Regions from separate parts of the Triticum aestivum genome. Here region 2 is linked to region 1. Evidence: chromatin contacts called from public Hi-C data. All regions are on one chromosome and are shown on one strand. The core of a region is the stretch at or near the end of the contact, and the rest is flanking DNA. Distances in the headings are between cores, read along the strand shown. Region 1 has its middle 12 kb from the start of LOC123189357. Region 2 has its middle 7.5 kb from the start of LOC123189359.

Region 1 (3,124 bases), core at 135-2,634:
AAGTGTTGTTCTGGAGGGATCATTGGACCAATGGATCTAACGTCAGCGAGATCGCGCCACTCCTCATTCGCAAAGTCAGGAAACAAGTGGTGAATAGGAGGAAGGTCAATGAAGCGCTTCACTTCGATGCTTGGACCCAGGATATTATGGGTGAATTGAACACGGAGGAGCTGCTCCAGTTCATAAGAATGTGGGAGATAATGCTCCAAATGGAGTTGAGGCCAAACATGGAGGACGTCTTGATCTGGCAGTGGGAGATTAGCGGCACTTATTCGGCAAAATCGGCCTACAAGATGATGTGCCATGGAGGCATTCGGTTTCAATTCGCTTCGGCAGTTTGGCGATGTTGGGCTACGCTAATGTGTAAGATCTTCATGTGGCTAGCCCTATAACATAGGATTTGGACATCTGACCATAGGCACAGACACGGAATGCAAGAGCATAGTTCGCCTTGCTTTCTGTGTAAGCAGGAGGAGGACACGGTGGAGCACCTTCTCATACAATGTGTGTATGCCAGGCAAGTATGGTTTCCCTGTTTCAGGAGACTTGGCATCGACACTGAGCTCACGCCTACCAGGGATCATACATTGGGTGATTGGTGGATGGCCTCCAGGAAGCGCATCAACAAGAGAGATCGCAAAGGTTTCGATACCCTTTGCACGTCAGCATATAGGAACATTTGGAAACAGAGGAACGATAGAGTCTTTCGCGACAGCACCACGGCCTTTGAAGTGGACGTAGCCGAGGCAGTTCACAAGGAATTATTTCTGTGGGCAGCAGCGCGAGGAAGAGGAGAACACAACGTCATAGAGTTCTTTCTCTTCTATAAAGCCAAGGTATGCATTTTGCGTACTCTTAAAAAAATATGAGGGGATTAGTAAATCAGAACGAGGGTAGTACAATATACCTAAAGCTGGTGCGCTCACGCCGTGGCATCAGCTTATGGGAGTAGCGTAATTCAGGTGCATGCATGTAGGCATAACTGAGATTTTTTTTCCCGTAGGATTCAGCGAGGCATAATCTAATCTTGTTCTGGGATGTTCCCCCTTGTTTCTATGTTGGACGGGAATGCCCGGTTTGGAAGATCCAAAAGAGGAGGAGGATTCAGCGCATTCTCGCCGTGGCCTAGGCAAAATCTTCTTCTGGTCCTTGTTTCTTGGATGGGGAGTGCCCGTTTGGAAAGATCCAAAGGCGGGGAGGACGGCAGGGTGTGCAGGATGCTCGTCTTGCCATATTTTCCCAATGAATTAACAAGTGCTCCCACACGCTTTCAGAAGATCTCTCTCCGTAATTAGACTTGGACCAGGCGTGGTTGCCCTAGACTAGTGCAGATATCATGAGCTCAGTCACTCACCCCCCGACGCGGGATCAGAATCAGATCAAGCCACGAACCAGTTCACACCGCCTGTCTCGACGATAAGACGACGCCGACGTGGGTGGTGCGTGGTACTACTACTCACAAAGATAGCCATCGACGTCCCTTCGCGCCCAAGGAAGACCCGAATGAGTAAACCAAGTCCGGGTCTTCAAGTCAGTCTCCTCGGCTGCGTCTGCGTGCGTGCCTTTAATTTTTTGTCATCTCTTGTACGGCACACGAGCAGACCACGCGCATGCAGCAAACTCAAGACTTGTTTAGCGCAGGGATTAATTAATTCGTCAGAGGGCACGGGCGGATCCTACACGTCTTCGAGCCCGTCAGTTGCTTTCACTTTTGCCTCTTTCAGGGATTTTTGTTCCTGTGAATATGAATAATGGCCTGCTCCGGTGCCCAAAAGCTATGTACTGAACCTCACACTGATTTCTACTAATGGTAATAGCCTAATAGGAGCAATGCTTATATTTCTCTACGAAAAGGAAGAGGCCGATCGAAGAAGCGATCGTGCGTGCCAGCTTTGCTTATGCGCACTCGCCCCGGAACATTTTCCTCCCTTAGCTAGCGAGAGGTTTAATATTCCGCCTGGCGGGCGCGCGGATTTTATTCCGGAACAAAATATCCTCAATCTGTCGTGTCATCCTATCTGGTCGAAATGCAAGCCGAGAAATTCTGCACCGATGGACGGCTGCTTACACGTATAGTGCTCGGAGTTAATTAAGAAGCCCGGGTTTCTTTTCGCTGCACCAGCCGGATATGTTGATCTTTCAGCGAGTAGCATCAGGATGATATGTCGGCTCAGTCTTTCAGAGATGTTCATAGAGATAGGATATGCGTGTGTATGCGTTCATAAAGGTGAGTATATGCGTGGCGCGTTGGCCCTGGACAAGGCGCCCGGTCGACGGCGGCCCCGGGACCTGGCGATGGTGTGCCGGCTGCTGTGGCTGTTGGGGCAGCGCGGCAGCTGGACCTGGTGGTGCTCGATGGTGGTTTGGCCACGGCGGCTCGCTCGGATCTGGCGTCATGGCCATGGGATGGGCGGCTAGGTGGTGGTCGGGTGGAGCGTGCGCAGCGCGGGGGCTGGCAGCACGGCAGCTGGCACGAAGGCTGCGCGTGGCCACCGGGTCGGCCTGCTCTGGTTCGGCCGGATCTAGCCAGCGGGCTGCGGGCGGCGCGTGGGATCATGTCGGTGCTCCGGGGATGGTACGCTGGGACGGAGGCGCGACGAGGTGGATGGCCGGGCATCATGGCTGGTTGTGCCGCGGTGTCCGGGCGGCGCTGCATTCCCTGGCCGTGAGGGCGGCGGGGCTATAGCGGGTTGATGCAGGCCTTGGTCTTCCCCGACAGGGGGCTGCAATGGACTCGTCGGTTGGCGGCGTGACGACATCCGGCTCCTCCCCTCTCCGCAGTGATGGCCCAAGGTGGTTGCCCTCCCTTCTAGTTTGCTACGCTCGGACGTTGATGGACATGGCCAAGGAGAAATCCAGCGCGGCTGCGGCTGCGGGCAACGGCGACGCTTGTTGACGCCGTCTCCTCCCTGGGGGCATTGTCATGGCTGAAGAAATATGCCCTAGAGGCAATAATAAAGTTATTATTTATTTCCTTATATCATGATAAATGTTTATTATTCATGCTATAATTGTATTAACCGGAAACATAATACATGTGTGAATACATAGACAAACAGAGTGTCACTAGTATGCCTCTACTTGACTAGCTCGTTGATCAAAGATGGTTATGTTTCCTAACCAT
Region 2 (3,200 bases), core at 497-2,996, 42 kb after region 1:
GTGACCACTATAGCCTCACCGCGTCTTGTCTCCTTAATGGGGCGCCTCCTTCGAGGGAGTGGCAAGCTGGCGGGAGAGAGCCGGCTCCGTCTTGGGCCGACTGGGGGAGGCCAGGCCGCCTTCGGGTGTGCGCCGGATGGGTCATGGCCACCCGTACGGCGCACTGTGCCAGGCGCGCTCCGGGATTCGGGGGTGGCAGGCTTCACTGTAGACACGCCCCGTCACATCGCCGTTAGGTGGATGCAGACTTCACGGGTACGGTCTTGACCGCTTTATGGGAGCCGGCTCCTTGGAGTCGGCCTTCTCGCAGCCGGCTCCTCGGAGCCGGCCCTCCCGCGGATTTCTTCATGAGGGCTGAAGTCGGGCCGCCTTCCAATAGCCGGCCTGGGAGACAGCCGGCCAGGGAAAGGCGGCCCCATGTCTTAGTTTCTTGAGAGCCGAATCGGCTCGTAATTTTTTCAGAAAGGTCAGGGGGAGCCGGTTAGGCTACCCATGATCACTTACTCCGACATCTATGATTTATTTTTCTGTGCCAAGCGATGAGGACATGAGAGGGACATGGACGTGAGGGGGTGGGGGGGGGGGGGGGGGAGGTGATGTCTGACATGCAACTTAACATAGATGGGCGGACGCTCTTCCTAGGTATGGGGTCAAACTCGGATGTTTTAGTTTTTATGCACAACATATATCCAGTTTGAACTTTAGCATCTATATTCATTCTCCAAAACTATTGAAGGGTGATACTAGTTAGACGATCAAATTTTGTGCCACACTTGAGGCGGCATTGCTACACTTTTATGAAACCGATCTTGTCACAACCGTGGCCACACACCAAACAACGGTTAACTCGGTTAAACTTATCTAATTTGCGATACGATATAGTGCGGCAAACTTAGTATACCAACTAAACACGCCCTAATATGCGAAAACTGGCGGCAGCGGAAGCGTGAGACCGGAGTGACCGATCTGAGGTTGCACTGGACTTGCAACCCGATTTGGATGAGCTTATTCTTTTCCATGTGTACGCATGGGCAGGGCTGCTTTAATTTGCCTTGTAGCGAATCTGTCAAGAAGTTGGACATTAGCACCATATCAGAAGTTCAACACCAGGTGTCACATCGTATCAGTCCTTGAAGTATTCCATCAAACGGGCATGGGGGAAGCCACGCAAAAGAGAGAAAAAGAAAGACGGCATGGGGGGAGGATTCGATGGATGCCGTGTTGAGGCATGAAAGCCGACGTGGTTGGCCGCGGGTTGCCATTCGTCAGGGCCGAGGTGCAGCATGACAGGATGATGCATCCATCCGCGACGGATCAAGCAGCAAGCTAGAGATCGATGCCCGTGCGACCCGGCGGAGAGGCGCACGTAGTAGTAGGCCTACTTACGTACATCTAGATACATTCTTTTTTTATTCGTTTTGATGACAAGTATTTCCGGACGGAAGAAGTAGGTTGGTGGTACTATATCGGTATATAGTTGTCCTGGTGTCCCACGCGACAAAAGGAACGCGCTGGCGCCGCAGTGCAGCGGACCCGTTCGGTTGGGCCAGATGAGGTGATCCACCGTGCGCTTCTCCGATGTTTCCCGCCGATCATTTCGATCGGGAAAATCATTCCGTTTCCGCGTCGGTCGCGAGAACAGGGCGATCGCGAGATGATCTATGATCGATCAATTTATGGAGCAGTGCGAAGGTGAGGTGTGTGCGGCTAGGTGGCGTCCGGGTCACGCCCCGATCGGTTTCGGACGCCGAGAGAATGACCTGTCGATCGGTCCTGGTCTCCGCAGGACGTGCACGTACAGGTCCGAAGGTCCCAGCAGGCTAATGCAAACAAACCTATGACGCGTCCAGTTAGACCATTGTGATCGTACGGAAGATGGACGGCCAACTACTACCTCCGTTCCGAATTACTTGCGCAAGTATGGATGTATCTAAATGTATTTTAGTTCTAAATACATCCATTTTCGCGACGAGTAATTTGAAACGGAGGGGGTACCAATTAGGGAGACGCGCGCGTTGATTCGTGAGTGGATGCATCCTAGTAGGAGTACACGACGTGAGAAGCTTTGGTTGCTTGCGGTTATATGTGTGCAGAAGTTGAGCATGTTGTGGCGGAGCTTCAACATACTCCCTATGTAAACTAATATCAGAGCGTTTATATCATTAAAGTAGTGATCTAAACGTTTTTATATTAGTTTACAGAGGGAGTACGAGATTTGTAGAGGGACCTAAACAAGTTTTGAATAGAAATTGAGAATGCTGATCTTGATAGAGTATAATGCCAAATTCAGCCAAGAATAGTCTAAATAGTCTGACCCTAACTAAACTCGGCCACCGTGAGCACGAGTCAGAATTGTAATTCCTGCAAAAGTCATCGAACCGTGATCCCAGCTTGACAAGATATAGCTTCCCTAAAATATGAAAAGAACTTGCGAAGATAGCAAGATGGATCATGTCGCCCAAGTTTGTACACTAGTTTGGACGAGGCCGATATGGGCCGGTTGTTGGCTAGGATGATGGATGGAGTGGGAGTGTAGGTCGCGAACAGTCGAATGGGATTTAGTTCCCTGCAAAAAATATAAGACGGGCTTTCTCAGGAAACAGAAGAAATTTATAATGGTGAAAGTGCTATAGAGATCAAATGCACCCGCCATGGACAATACAAAAAAAAGAAGTAAAACAACAACAAGATTTGATTTTTTTGGCATCAAACATTGTTGAATCTTCGACAATCGTGGAAATTTCTGTGACGAAAAAAACATTCATAATGCCCTTGAAAAATGAAATAAAACAAGTGTTACAAAATGCTTTCAAAAGGAGTCTTTTTGGAGCATTGATGTTGATTGTTTTTTCTTCACGAAAATTTGCACGCATGTACAACATTCAGCAATTTCTATTGCCAAACAATACCAGGTTGCTTGAATTTATTTACTGTTTTCTATTTTACTATTCACAATTGTGCTGGATTAGAAACTCCATCTCTAGTATAATGGGCATAAGGCTGCAGGCAACAGAAGCTCTTTCTGTCGCTGTTAGTTCTGGTGTGGACCTACTTCATGTTCAGTCGAGGAAAAAAATCTGATGTGAGCACATGCTCGTAAGTAATAACACTCATATACGTGTATGTTCTAAAAAAACCAGCTATCTTTTTTATTTGAAAAATTCATTATATCAAAAGATTTTCATGGATGTTTTTTTGCA

What was found. A called contact is a pair of places that touch in the nucleus more often than the background predicts.
Region 2: a Hi-C map of leaf shows a contact between it and region 1, with 3 times the contacts expected there. The contact joins two enhancer-like sites. A contact is called at or near these places in 2 of 5 Hi-C or Micro-C datasets (leaf and root).

What each region holds. Positions count from the first base shown.
Region 1 is chr2A:546,972,372-546,975,495 of IWGSC CS RefSeq v2.1, forward strand. No RefSeq gene overlaps it. Among protein-coding and RNA genes, the nearest start is that of LOC123189357, 12 kb to the left of the region's middle. Within about 2 kb of position 1,385, at least 2 of the 8 cell types and tissues checked have an H3K27ac peak or open chromatin away from gene starts, as enhancers often do. A contact at or near this core is called in leaf, where this site is marked.
Region 2 is chr2A:547,014,310-547,017,509 of IWGSC CS RefSeq v2.1, forward strand. No RefSeq gene overlaps it. Among protein-coding and RNA genes, the nearest start is that of LOC123189359, 7.5 kb to the right of the region's middle. Within about 2 kb of position 1,747, at least 3 of the 8 cell types and tissues checked have an H3K27ac peak or open chromatin away from gene starts, as enhancers often do. A contact at or near this core is called in leaf, where this site is marked.